2 separate regions of the Mus musculus genome follow, and region 2 is linked to region 1. Evidence: chromatin contacts called from public HiChIP or PLAC-seq data. All regions are on one chromosome and are shown on one strand. The core of a region is the stretch at or near the end of the contact, and the rest is flanking DNA. Distances in the headings are between cores, read along the strand shown.

Evidence for each region. HiChIP or PLAC-seq counts read pairs in DNA pulled down with a chosen protein or histone mark.
Region 2: an H3K27ac HiChIP or PLAC-seq map of embryonic stem cells shows a contact between it and region 1, with 3 times the contacts expected there. The contact joins the promoter of Dnajc19 here to the enhancer-like site in region 1. A contact is called at or near these places in 4 of 39 promoter capture datasets (embryonic stem cells and macrophages), 3 of 484 Hi-C or Micro-C datasets (the G1E-ER4 cell line, cardiomyocytes and embryonic stem cells), 3 of 115 datasets of contacts at active chromatin or transcription factors (all in embryonic stem cells) and 2 of 9 other capture datasets (adipose tissue and pancreatic islet).

What each region holds. Positions count from the first base shown.
Region 1 is chr3:33,987,033-33,992,231 of GRCm38.p6, reverse strand. No RefSeq gene overlaps it. Among named protein-coding and RNA genes, the nearest start is that of Gm46833, 14 kb to the right of the region's middle. Within about 2 kb of position 2,766, at least 18 of the 459 cell types and tissues checked have an H3K27ac peak or open chromatin away from gene starts, as enhancers often do. A contact at or near this core is called in embryonic stem cells, where this site is marked.
Region 2 is chr3:34,079,272-34,084,596 of GRCm38.p6, reverse strand. Dnajc19 (DnaJ heat shock protein family (Hsp40) member C19) reads left to right here and starts at 3,243. Exons shown (of 6, transcript NM_026332.4): 1 at 3,243-3,411; 2 at 4,315-4,366; 3 at 4,440-4,513; 4 at 5,313-5,325. The coding sequence starts at 3,409.

The sequences.
Region 1 (5,199 bases), core at 1,517-4,016:
CATATGTAAGCTCTCAGCTACTGATCAAGTGCCATGCCTGCATGGCCTCCCCTTCTGAAACTGTAAGAAAGCCCTAATTAAGTGATTAAATCCTTTCTTTTTGGTCATGGTGTCTCTTCAGAGCAACAGGAAGGTAACTAAGAACGGATGTAAAGCCAACGTCCATTGTGTTTGTCAATTTATCCACCATCTCTTCAACTCCTGCTGTCAATATCTCAACAAGTAATTCTTCATTATCATTTGTCTTTGCTTGGTTTGAGACTGGGTATTATGCAGCCTAGGCTGGTCTCAAACATGCTGTGTAGCCAGCCTTGAACTTCTGATGACAGGTTTCTGTGGTATTGCAGGTGGAGGGCATCCAGGGCCTCCTGTTGCTAGGCAAGCATGCTTCCATCACAGTTATATTCCGGCCCTGTCATTACACTTCTTATTAATAATCAATGAGCCAGTGAGTTTCAGCTATCAAACCAGGACCACTGATACCTCTTAAAAAAATTAGCAACTCTCTTTTCATAAGTAAAAGCAGGACAGAAGGAAGAAACAAAATAGAAGGGAGCAGCCAGGGAGAGTGCCTTTGTCTTATAGCTATCTTTAAATTATGGTTAATTAATGTAAGCAATAAGAAAGGGTATAATTGCCGGGCAGTGGTGGCACATGCCTTTAATCCCAGCACTTGGGAGGCAGAGGCAGGCAGATTTCTGAGTTCGAGGCCATCCTGTTCTACAGAGTGAATTCCAGGACAGCCAGGGCTACACAGAGAAACCCTGTCTCGAAAACCAAAAAAACAAACAAAACAACAACAACAACAAACCAACAACAACAAAAAGAAAGTGTATGATTAGCGTCATCTTCTTGGGATTGCCTGGGAAGGTGCAGGCCTCCATACAGATTCTGAGAAATGGGTTCCTGTTTCCAGCAGCCACAGAGGTGCCAGGAGCATTAAGAAAAAGATGGCTGAGTGCGGAGAGCTGGGGCTGCTGAGATTTCCAGGGTGCTCTACACAGAGCGCTGGAGACCATCTTTAAGGAGGACGCGCCCAGCTTTCAGCACCTGCTAAATCAGAGCCTAAAACCGTCTTAAAATAGTACCAGCTGCTCAAGAACCTTCTGCCTCCCTCTCCCCGCCTTTCCCTGGTGCTCTAGGGAGGAGGAGTGAGCAAAGCAGCTGAGAATGTGAGGAGATGCGTGAAGAAGCAACTCCCCAGGAAGGATAGCCAGGTGGTCCGCCTTTCTTACACTAATCCCAGAGAGCAGGAGGCAGGCAACTCTCATTTTATTCAAATTGGTATTTTATATTTTAAGTTTCCTTGCTTACTCGAATTTAGATAGGCCTCATGTGGCCCAGCGGCCATGGTCGAACAAGGGGGGCTGGAAATGACAAAGAGACGGGGCTGGGGGCAGGGGGAGGGTCAGTGGCGCGAAGGCTTCAAGTTTATTATTCAGCACTGTGTTTATATTATGAGAGCCCCTCCCCCCCCAGGCCCTACCCTTTGGTTTCAGCTGGATTATGTTGCAAAGCGAGGTCAGCAGGTAGTGTATTCTTCTAAGTTCCTGTGGGAACTTGCATGTGCAACCAAGGCAGGTGACTCCACCTAGGTCGTGAAGGTCTGTTGTGGCACGAACTCAAGGTCTGTTCAGCCGGCTCCAGGCTGGGATGGGCACGCTGACCCTTTGGTCTCACTTGCCTGGGTGCTTGGACCTCAGGCTTAGTGCTACCACGCCCAGCAATAAATCCGTTGTTTGTTTGTTTGTTTTTGGGGAGGAGTACTGGTGAGGCAGGGTCTCCCTGTAGCCATGGCTATCCAGGAACTCACTAGAACACTAGGTTGGCCTTGGACTCACACATATCTGCCTGCCTCTGCCTGCCTCTGCCTGCCTCTACCTGCCTCTGCCTGCCTCTGCCTCCCAAGTATTGGGATTAAAGAGAACACCATCATACCAGCAAGAAATCTTATTTTTAACGTATTAGCATAACATTGGGCACTTTATAGACTATACTGTGATTTACAAAGATGGTTCAACTGTGATACCTAAGCATAAAAAGGATAAGCCTGGCTTATCCCAGGAAGAGTATATTCTATGTTGAATGCAATTTTCTCAGAGGCATGGAATACAAAATGTCCTGGGTCGGTCGTCGGGTTCCATTTCTGCTGTGTATTTCATGACTTCTCCCTTTGTTCACCTCTATGGTCAGGCACTGAAGCATATTAAGTAACTTAAAAATTCTTAAAAATCCTCCTTCCTGGGCTGAAAATATGTCTCCAAGAGAAAGATTGTCTCCTAAGCCTGACAACCTGACTTGGCTCCTAGGTCCCAGCCCAGGGAAGGCAAGAACCGACTCCCACAAATTGTCATCTAACCTCCACACACAGGCCTTAGTATGCACACACACAGAGACCTATACATACACACAAAAAAGAAATCAGTGTAATAACTTTGTTTTAACCTCCTCCTCCCCCAACACTATCCTGACCTATCCTCTCTGCTCCCACTTTTCTTTCTGTGTAGGGCTACGGATGGAACCTAGGGCCAGGACCATGCTAGGCAAAAGCTCTGACAATATACCACACCCTATTCCTCTCCGTCTGTTCAACTCACAGAGGCCATTGATTGACTAGATGACAGACCGTCTGTCCCAGGACCCTGAATTCCTGACCTTGGTGGTGGACACAGAATTCTGATCCCATCAGCCACAGCGCCGCTGATCTCCATAGAAACAATGGCAGTGTTTCCTTGAGTCTGAAGCTCAGAACTCAGCGACTGGAGCGCTGGGGCTCAGTGTGCCCTTGTGACACTGTGTTGAGTACTGCCAAAGACACTTACTGCAAGCACCGTGTTATCTGCTGCTATTTCTGCACTGTAGACTCCTAGGTCTGGGGCGTTAGCTTAGGGAACATTCCTGCTTCTAAAAGACAGATTATCAAGAAACAGTCCTATGTCACACAGCATTCCGTTTTACAGTTCATGCTCCATGCATTTTAGTAAATTTTTTTTTTATGATTGTGTGGTCAACACCACAGCACATTTTAGAACTTTTTAAAGCCCCGAAAGGCACCCGGTGCCCATCAACATTCATTTGCTGACCTCCTTCCAGCCCTTCAGTATTATTCATTTTTCTGTCACTATGAATTTACCTATGTATGGTATTTCAAATGAACAGTATCATGAAGTGTAGCTTTTCATTGTGGCTTCTTGTGTTTGAGACAGTGCTTTGAAAGTTGACCTGTGGCGGAGAATCCCATCCCTTCTTGTTGCTGAGAGTCTTCTGGGTGGACCACTCTCTTTGGTTGCTTGTACTTTTAGTATTGGACCTAAGAAACTTCTTAATTAACGAATCATTAAACACATCGGCTATTTTAAAAGTTTTGTTTACTTTTATTTCATGTGCATTGGTGTTTTGCCGGCATGTATGTCTGTGTGAGGGTGTTGGATCCCCTGGAACTGGAGTGACAGACAGCTGTGAGCTGCCATGTGGGTGCTGGGAATCGAACCCCCATTCTCTGAAAGAGCAGCCAGTGCTCTCAACTGCTGAGCCACCTCTCCAGGCCCCACAAACTATTAACAAAACCAATCTGAAACAAAAATAAGCATCCTTATGTACTCCAGGGTGAGCAGTTGTGATTGCATCTTTATCTACTCCCGGGATGGGCAGTGGTGCATACCTTTAATCCAGCACTTGAGAGCAGAAGCAGGTAGATTTCTGGGAATTTGTGGCCAGCCTAGTGTACAAAGCAAGTACCATGATTAAAAAACAAAGGTAAAATAACACTCTCATGTTTCATTCAAGGAGTTATGTAGAATTAGAATTATGGCTATGGTATATTTTGTGTGAAGCTTTGTGTAGGATGTGAGGTAGGGTTCTGCATTCTTGATTTTAGCCTATCATTATCTTATTTTGAGGCAGAGATTCAAGCATCCTAGACAAGCCTCAAATTCACTTTGTGGCAGCGGATGAACTTCTGACTTGCTGCCTCTAAGAGCAGGTGCTGGGTTTCCATGCTTGGAACATGCACTGATGGGGATCGAACTCACAGCTTTGTCCATGCTAGGCAAGAACTCTGTTGTATCCCCAGCCCATAAATTCTTTACCCTCTTATGTGTAGCTGTATAGTTATCCCAAGGCCATTTGTTAATAGTCTATTGACCCATTGAATAGTCTTGGCACTCTGTAAAGAAATCATCCAACTATGGTTAGAGTCTATTTCTGTCATTTCCAGTCCACTGAACTGTATGCCTCTCCTTGTTCCATTACTATAGTCTTTATTACTATTGCTTAACATATTCTTGAGTTTTATTAGTTTTATTTATTTTTATGTGTACAAGTATTTTGCACACATATGTATCCATGCACCACGTGTTTGTGCAGTGCCCCTGGAGGCCAGAAGAAGCGTTAGATTCCTTCAGAATTGGAGTTGTAGATCATAGTTAGCAAACATGTGGATGCTAAGAACCTAGATCCTCTGCAAGAACAAACGCTCTTAATCACGGAGCCATATCTCCAGCACCTATGTTAAATGAACTTATTAAGACAATTGCACTGTACATTGTGAAAAATCCATTATGATCTTATATCTTGCATTTGATTGTTTGTTTTTGTTTTGGTTTTTGGGTTTTTTTTTTTTTGTTGTTTTTTTTTTGAGACAGAGTCCCACATATCCCAAGCTGACCTCAAGCTTACTCTGTAATAGTGGATGACATTGAACCGTTGCTCTTCCCATCTGTACCTCCTGGGTGCTGGGATTATGGGCACGCAGCACCATACCTAGCTCACGCTGTGCTGGGAATGGAACTTAGAGCTCCTGCTCTGAGACAGCGGCTAACTATGCCTCCCTTACTGGCTTGGTACTTGCTTTGTAGACCAAGCTGTCCTCAAATTCCCAGAAGTCTACCTACTTCTGCTCCCAAGTACTAGGGTTAAAGCCTGGAGTGAATAAAGATGCATGCAAGGCTAGTTTTCTACCCTCTATCTTCCACTCTGGCTAAACCTGTTAACCTAGAGTTGTAGCCACTTTCTCTGTATGGGATCAAAGTGTCTTCAAATAAATAGATTTGCTTCTTTCTGCTAAAATTGGGCACTCCTCGCCACTTCCTTACCTAATTGCCTGGCTGGAACCTCTTGTATAGTCTTTTTTAAAAAGATTTATTTATTTTATGTATATGAGTACTCTGTAGCTGTACAGATGGTTGTGAGCCTTCATGT
Region 2 (5,325 bases), core at 1,994-4,493, 92 kb before region 1:
AGCAGTCACTGCCTCTGTATACCAATCAGGGTTTTAAAGACACACTTGGGATTCCATGGAATAGCTGAGGTACTGGATTGGAGTGAATAGTTAAGACCAAAGCATAAGAACAATTCTCTTATTCAGATCAAACACTGTGTTGTGCATGACTTACATTTAAGTGTACATTTCAAAACCAATTACAATTTCCAAATATTCAAATATTCCATTAGTTGCACAATCAATGCACTATGTGGTTCACCAAACAATGCATTTTAGAAAAGCGGATAAAGCACAGGTCATCCTGCTGCATGTGTCAGAGTGCGTGTGCATTGTGGAGTCCTAGCCATGCTCTCATCTGCCCGAAGTCCTGACCCAACCAGAGAACAGAAAACCCAGAACCAACCCATTCCAAAAGAGGTTCCTCTGCAGAAATAGGCCAGGCCAAAAGAGAGCAACTTCTCACTGTCATGTACCTTGAGAGACATCTTAGGCCACCGTAACATCTATCAAGTGACACATCATTTACCCAGTATCTCCTGACCAATTTTTTTTAATTTCATCTAGAGAAATATTATCATCCTCACGATGTGGTACAAACGTGAACAAAAGGGGCCCCAGCTTTGCAAAGCAAACTTCAAATCTGGCATTAAAGATGAGTCCCGGTTAGCATCACCTGGGGGGCGGTTTCTTAGCTGCTATTTAACTTCTGTTATCACTTCTTTGCTTGTAAACCAAACCAGTGATCAGTTGGAAATATTCAGTTACTGCTTCCATGAGATAAGGACTTGCTTTCAGTAGTGGGAAAGCAAAGCCAAGAGCAATTCTGACACATTGCTGTCATTCAGCCAGACAAGACTAGTCAGAAATGGCCGCAAGCAAGTAAAGTATTTCTTTTGAGAGGATGATTTTAAGTTTTCCTCTTTTCCTCCTTTTTAAATTTTACAAGTTGCTTAGGAGAGAAACTACACCCACCAGTGCCCTGATCTTACATGTTCAGCCTCTGGAATTAAAAAAGAAAAACCAAAACATTTCTATTTCATAAACATCCCTGCCTGTGGAAATTTGTTATGGTTGTCCTAGAAAACAACAACAACAACAAAAGATGTCAGATGCTCACTAGAACTCTCCCCACAGGCGGTTTCTGAAATCTCTCCTTCACCTCTACCATTTAAAAAGTAAAGAGCTATCTCCACGAGCAGTGCTTGGGACACTACTCACATGTATGCAAAATGAGGGAGCCATTTGCCCAATGTATTGAACAGAAAAGGCAACTCAGACTGGATCAAAACTGAAAAGTACAAAATCCCTAAAAGAAAACCTAGGGCAAATCATTCATGCCATGGTTTTGTGTGAGACTCAAAGGCTCAGGTCAGAACAACAACAAAGAACCAAAAAGCCAGACAGCTGGACTTTATAAAAAGTTTTAGGATGCTGAACCTCGATACACACTACCAGCAGAGTAAACATGCATCACATAGATGGGAGAAATAATAGCACACCATATAAATGAGAAGTGATACCCAGAACACACAGAGAACTCCTGAATCTGAACAAATAAAAATCACTACCCAAAAAAAGGCAAGGGCAAAAGACTTGAATAGACATTTTTTCCAAAGATGCATATACATATTTATTAAGCATATAAAAAGGCACTCCATATTATTGATCAAAAGAAACTCAAGTCAAAAGTCCAATGAGTTACCACCTCATACTCATTAGGATGCCTGCAATTCAATAAAAACCCAGAAACTATCAAATATGGATGTGGATCGAGGCCCTCATCCACCAACTACCTTCCCTTTCAGGAATATAACAGTAACTACATTGCTCACCTTTCCTTTGCTGTGGCAAAATGACTGACAGAATTACCTCACATTGGAAAAATAACTGGCTCACAGTCTCAGAGCTGACAAGGCATAGTCGTCTGATCCCATTGTTTCTGGATGTGTGGTGAAGCAGAACCTTAGGATGGGGAATGTCGGACCTACCAGCAGAGATGAATGATGGCCAAGAAGCAAAGAAAGGGAGGAGCTAGAGACAAGAACCTGCTCCGCATAACTATGATTCAGCTACGTCCCCATCACCTCCCACCATCCACCAAGCCAAGAACCAACTGATCAATCCACTCATCTTCTTAGAGCCTTTCGATCCAGTTACCTTCCCAATACCCTACCTCTAACACATCCCTGCCATGAGTTCTTAACACACACACACAAACACACACACACACACACACACACACACACACACGAATCCATGCATGAGCCTCTGAGAGACAGCTCAGATTCAAAGCACGACAAGTGAAAGTCCAATCCTCACAGCATGCCTGGATTTCATGTCTGCCCACCTAGCCAGGAGAAAGGAATAAGTCTCTGCCTAGTTTCTGTACATCCATGCCCACAGACATGACACTCCCCACAGCTACACCACAGAAACAACCCATGAGAAACGGAAAGATAAGCAAAATATGATACATTCACACAATGGTCTTCTGACAACAAAGGGGAGAAGCTTGGGGAAGTAGCAGGCGAAGACTGGCAAGATTAACAGGAATTCATTGACAAAGAACAGCTACCTTAGTTTCTAGCTTCCCTTGGGGTCACATATGGCTTTTATATTCTCACAACTTACAGCCTTTATGCAAAAAGACAGCTCCTAGTCACTTTCCTTCTAGTCAAGTGCATTTGCCATGCTTAGGCCAAACAACCACATGCTGTGAGCAACACAGGTACAAGAAGCTCTTTTAATTACACAAATAGTAAGTCAGGCTAAAACAGGAGAGAAAAAATTCATGGTGAACACACAACAGGAGCTGTATTTTTAGTGAACAAATCTACATAGCCTGAAGCAGACATCAGGAAGGAAGATGGAAAAAAAAAAAAGACTGGAAAAAATCATTTTCCATATCGTTTCTGATGTTTATAGATCTAACTACGTTCCAAGCCAGAAGAAGAAAGATGTCTCTGCAGGCCATGAAGATCAGCCTTGTGGCTTCTTGACATCTACTGGCGACAGCCCAGGGTAGCAAAAGATGCACAGAAGACAAAATAAATGCCTCATGTGAAAAACAACGCTACTTCCACGGGGTGGGCGGAATAACCTATATAAAGCAAAGTTAGGGAGATAGGTTTTAGCGGGAAAGCCTGTTTTAGGGCCGGATATTGGACTTGCAAGTCAGGAATCCCGGGCAGAGGGCATGGCCAGTCCCGCCCCAGTCCGACCTCTCCGTCAACCGGAGTTGGTGAGGCCCTTTGTGCGGCACTTTGTGCGACAGTTCCGACGCACTTTACGGCGCCGCTGCCGTGTTGCGCGGCGCTAGTGGAAGTGGCGGCATCGCTGGCTCGGCCCTGTCGTTCTCCACAGCTGTACCGTGGCGGTGGGCTCGCGCTGGGATGAGCGCGCGGTGCCGAGCCGCGGAGTGGAGTCATGGTGAGTGGTCGGCGCTGACGGGCTCCGAAGGGGCGCTGGGCGGATACGGAGACTGACCTTTACTCCGGCCTCCGGTGGCTCCAGCTGACACCCCTTATCTGCTTGCAGGCAGGCACACGTTTGTGCCTCCTAGGAGGTCGGGCTGTTACCCCACTACCATCTCCGCACTCCTCCCCTCTTTACGGTGGAAATACCTTATGGGATCAGGGAGCCTTTGCAAGCACTGTTTCCAAATCCAGCAGAAATCTTATTTTCACCGGTCTTGTCTAAACTAGAAAGGGGTTCCAATGCCCAAGGGTTAAAGTTCTCTTCCATGGCTGAAAAATCACCATCTTACTGTTGTGGGTAAAGATGACTTACCCTTTTCTTCTTGGTGAAAATCCCATACTCTGACAATAAATTGTGGATAAAAATTGCAGTAGTTTAATTTTTTTTTTTTAAACAGGGTTTCACTTTGTAGTCCTGGAAGTCCCAGAACGTACAGAAATTCACCTGCCAATGTTTCCCAAGTCCGGGGACTAAATGCAAGCCGCCAATGTGCACCACGTCCAACTGCAGTAGTTTTAAAGACATATTTCTATTAGAAAAAAAAATGTTTCTTCCAGCAGACCCTGTGCTGCACTCTGTAAAGTCCCAGTTGCTTAGAGAGCTAGTCGCAAATTCGTGGGCAGCCTGGACAATTTTAGCAAGACTCCACCTCAGAATAAAAGTGTTGGAACTTTGAGAAAGGCTGGAGTTGTAGGCACCTTACCAGCATGAGACACACACTAGGTTCCATCCCTAATCCTGCCCCAAAAGGGAAAAAGAACCCACCTTTCACCAAAATGAAGGTCGTAATGAGTTTGGCTGCGGAATAGGTAGCAATTAAGAGTAGTAAAGACTTGCTCTTCTCCTCCATTACAGGCCAGCACAGTGGTAGCAGTCGGGTTGACCATTGCTGCTGCAGGATTTGCAGGTTTGTCTGTGGGTTGGGGGTGGAGCAGACTGGTTATGCATGGATTTGCTTATTCTGTTGCTTTTGGTTTTAGGCCGTTATGTTTTACAAGCCATGAAGCATGTGGAGCCTCAAGTAAAACAAGTTTTTCAGAGCCTACCAAAATCTGTAAGTGAACCTTCTTGCTAACTAACTTGCCTGTATTTGAAGCCTGGAGCTTGCCTGTAAGGTGAATTCCACAGGTCCATGGAGCTCAGTGTGGAGTTGTAAACCTTGCAATGGGCCACACTGGGAGTTGGTTTTCACATGTGACAACTGAGGGTGGGTGGCCTTTGCAGATTTAGAACGATAGCAGGTAGTTAGCAATTAATTTTACTACATATACTGTTGACCCAGGTTTATCTGTCCAGCTGCCTTCCCTCGTGTTTTGTCACATAGGATAGCTTTGCAGCGATGTTAGATAACGGCTCTGAACTGGGTGTAAAGCACAAAGCTGCTGCTAGTCAGGACTTTGAGAGGCCATGTCATGGAGCTTGGGCAGGAGCATAGGGCCTTGTTGTACATGATCTCTACTAAGGTTAAGATTCTGATGGCATAAATGTCCCTACCATAAAGTCTTATTTTAGTTGTTGCCTTGAATCTTTTCGAGATCTCCAGGTCGTCTTTTGAGACCTTTTGAAACTCCTGTTTTACGGGGATCAAGTTTCTGTCTGGAATATGGATGAGAGTGGCTGCCATTCACTCATCTCCCCTCCCCCCCTCCCATCTTATGTTCTCAAGACACTGTTCCAGTTTAGTTGCAAGAAATGGGTGTTTAACACATCTTAAAATAGTTGGCTACCCCTGGTCAAGCTAAAGTGCCTTGGGAAGTACACTTGTACTTCCCTGAAATGTACCACTTCTTTTACAGATTTAACCAACTTCCATTTACTTCATTAATCTTTTCTTCCAATTCAATTTCTTTCAGGCATTCGGTGGTG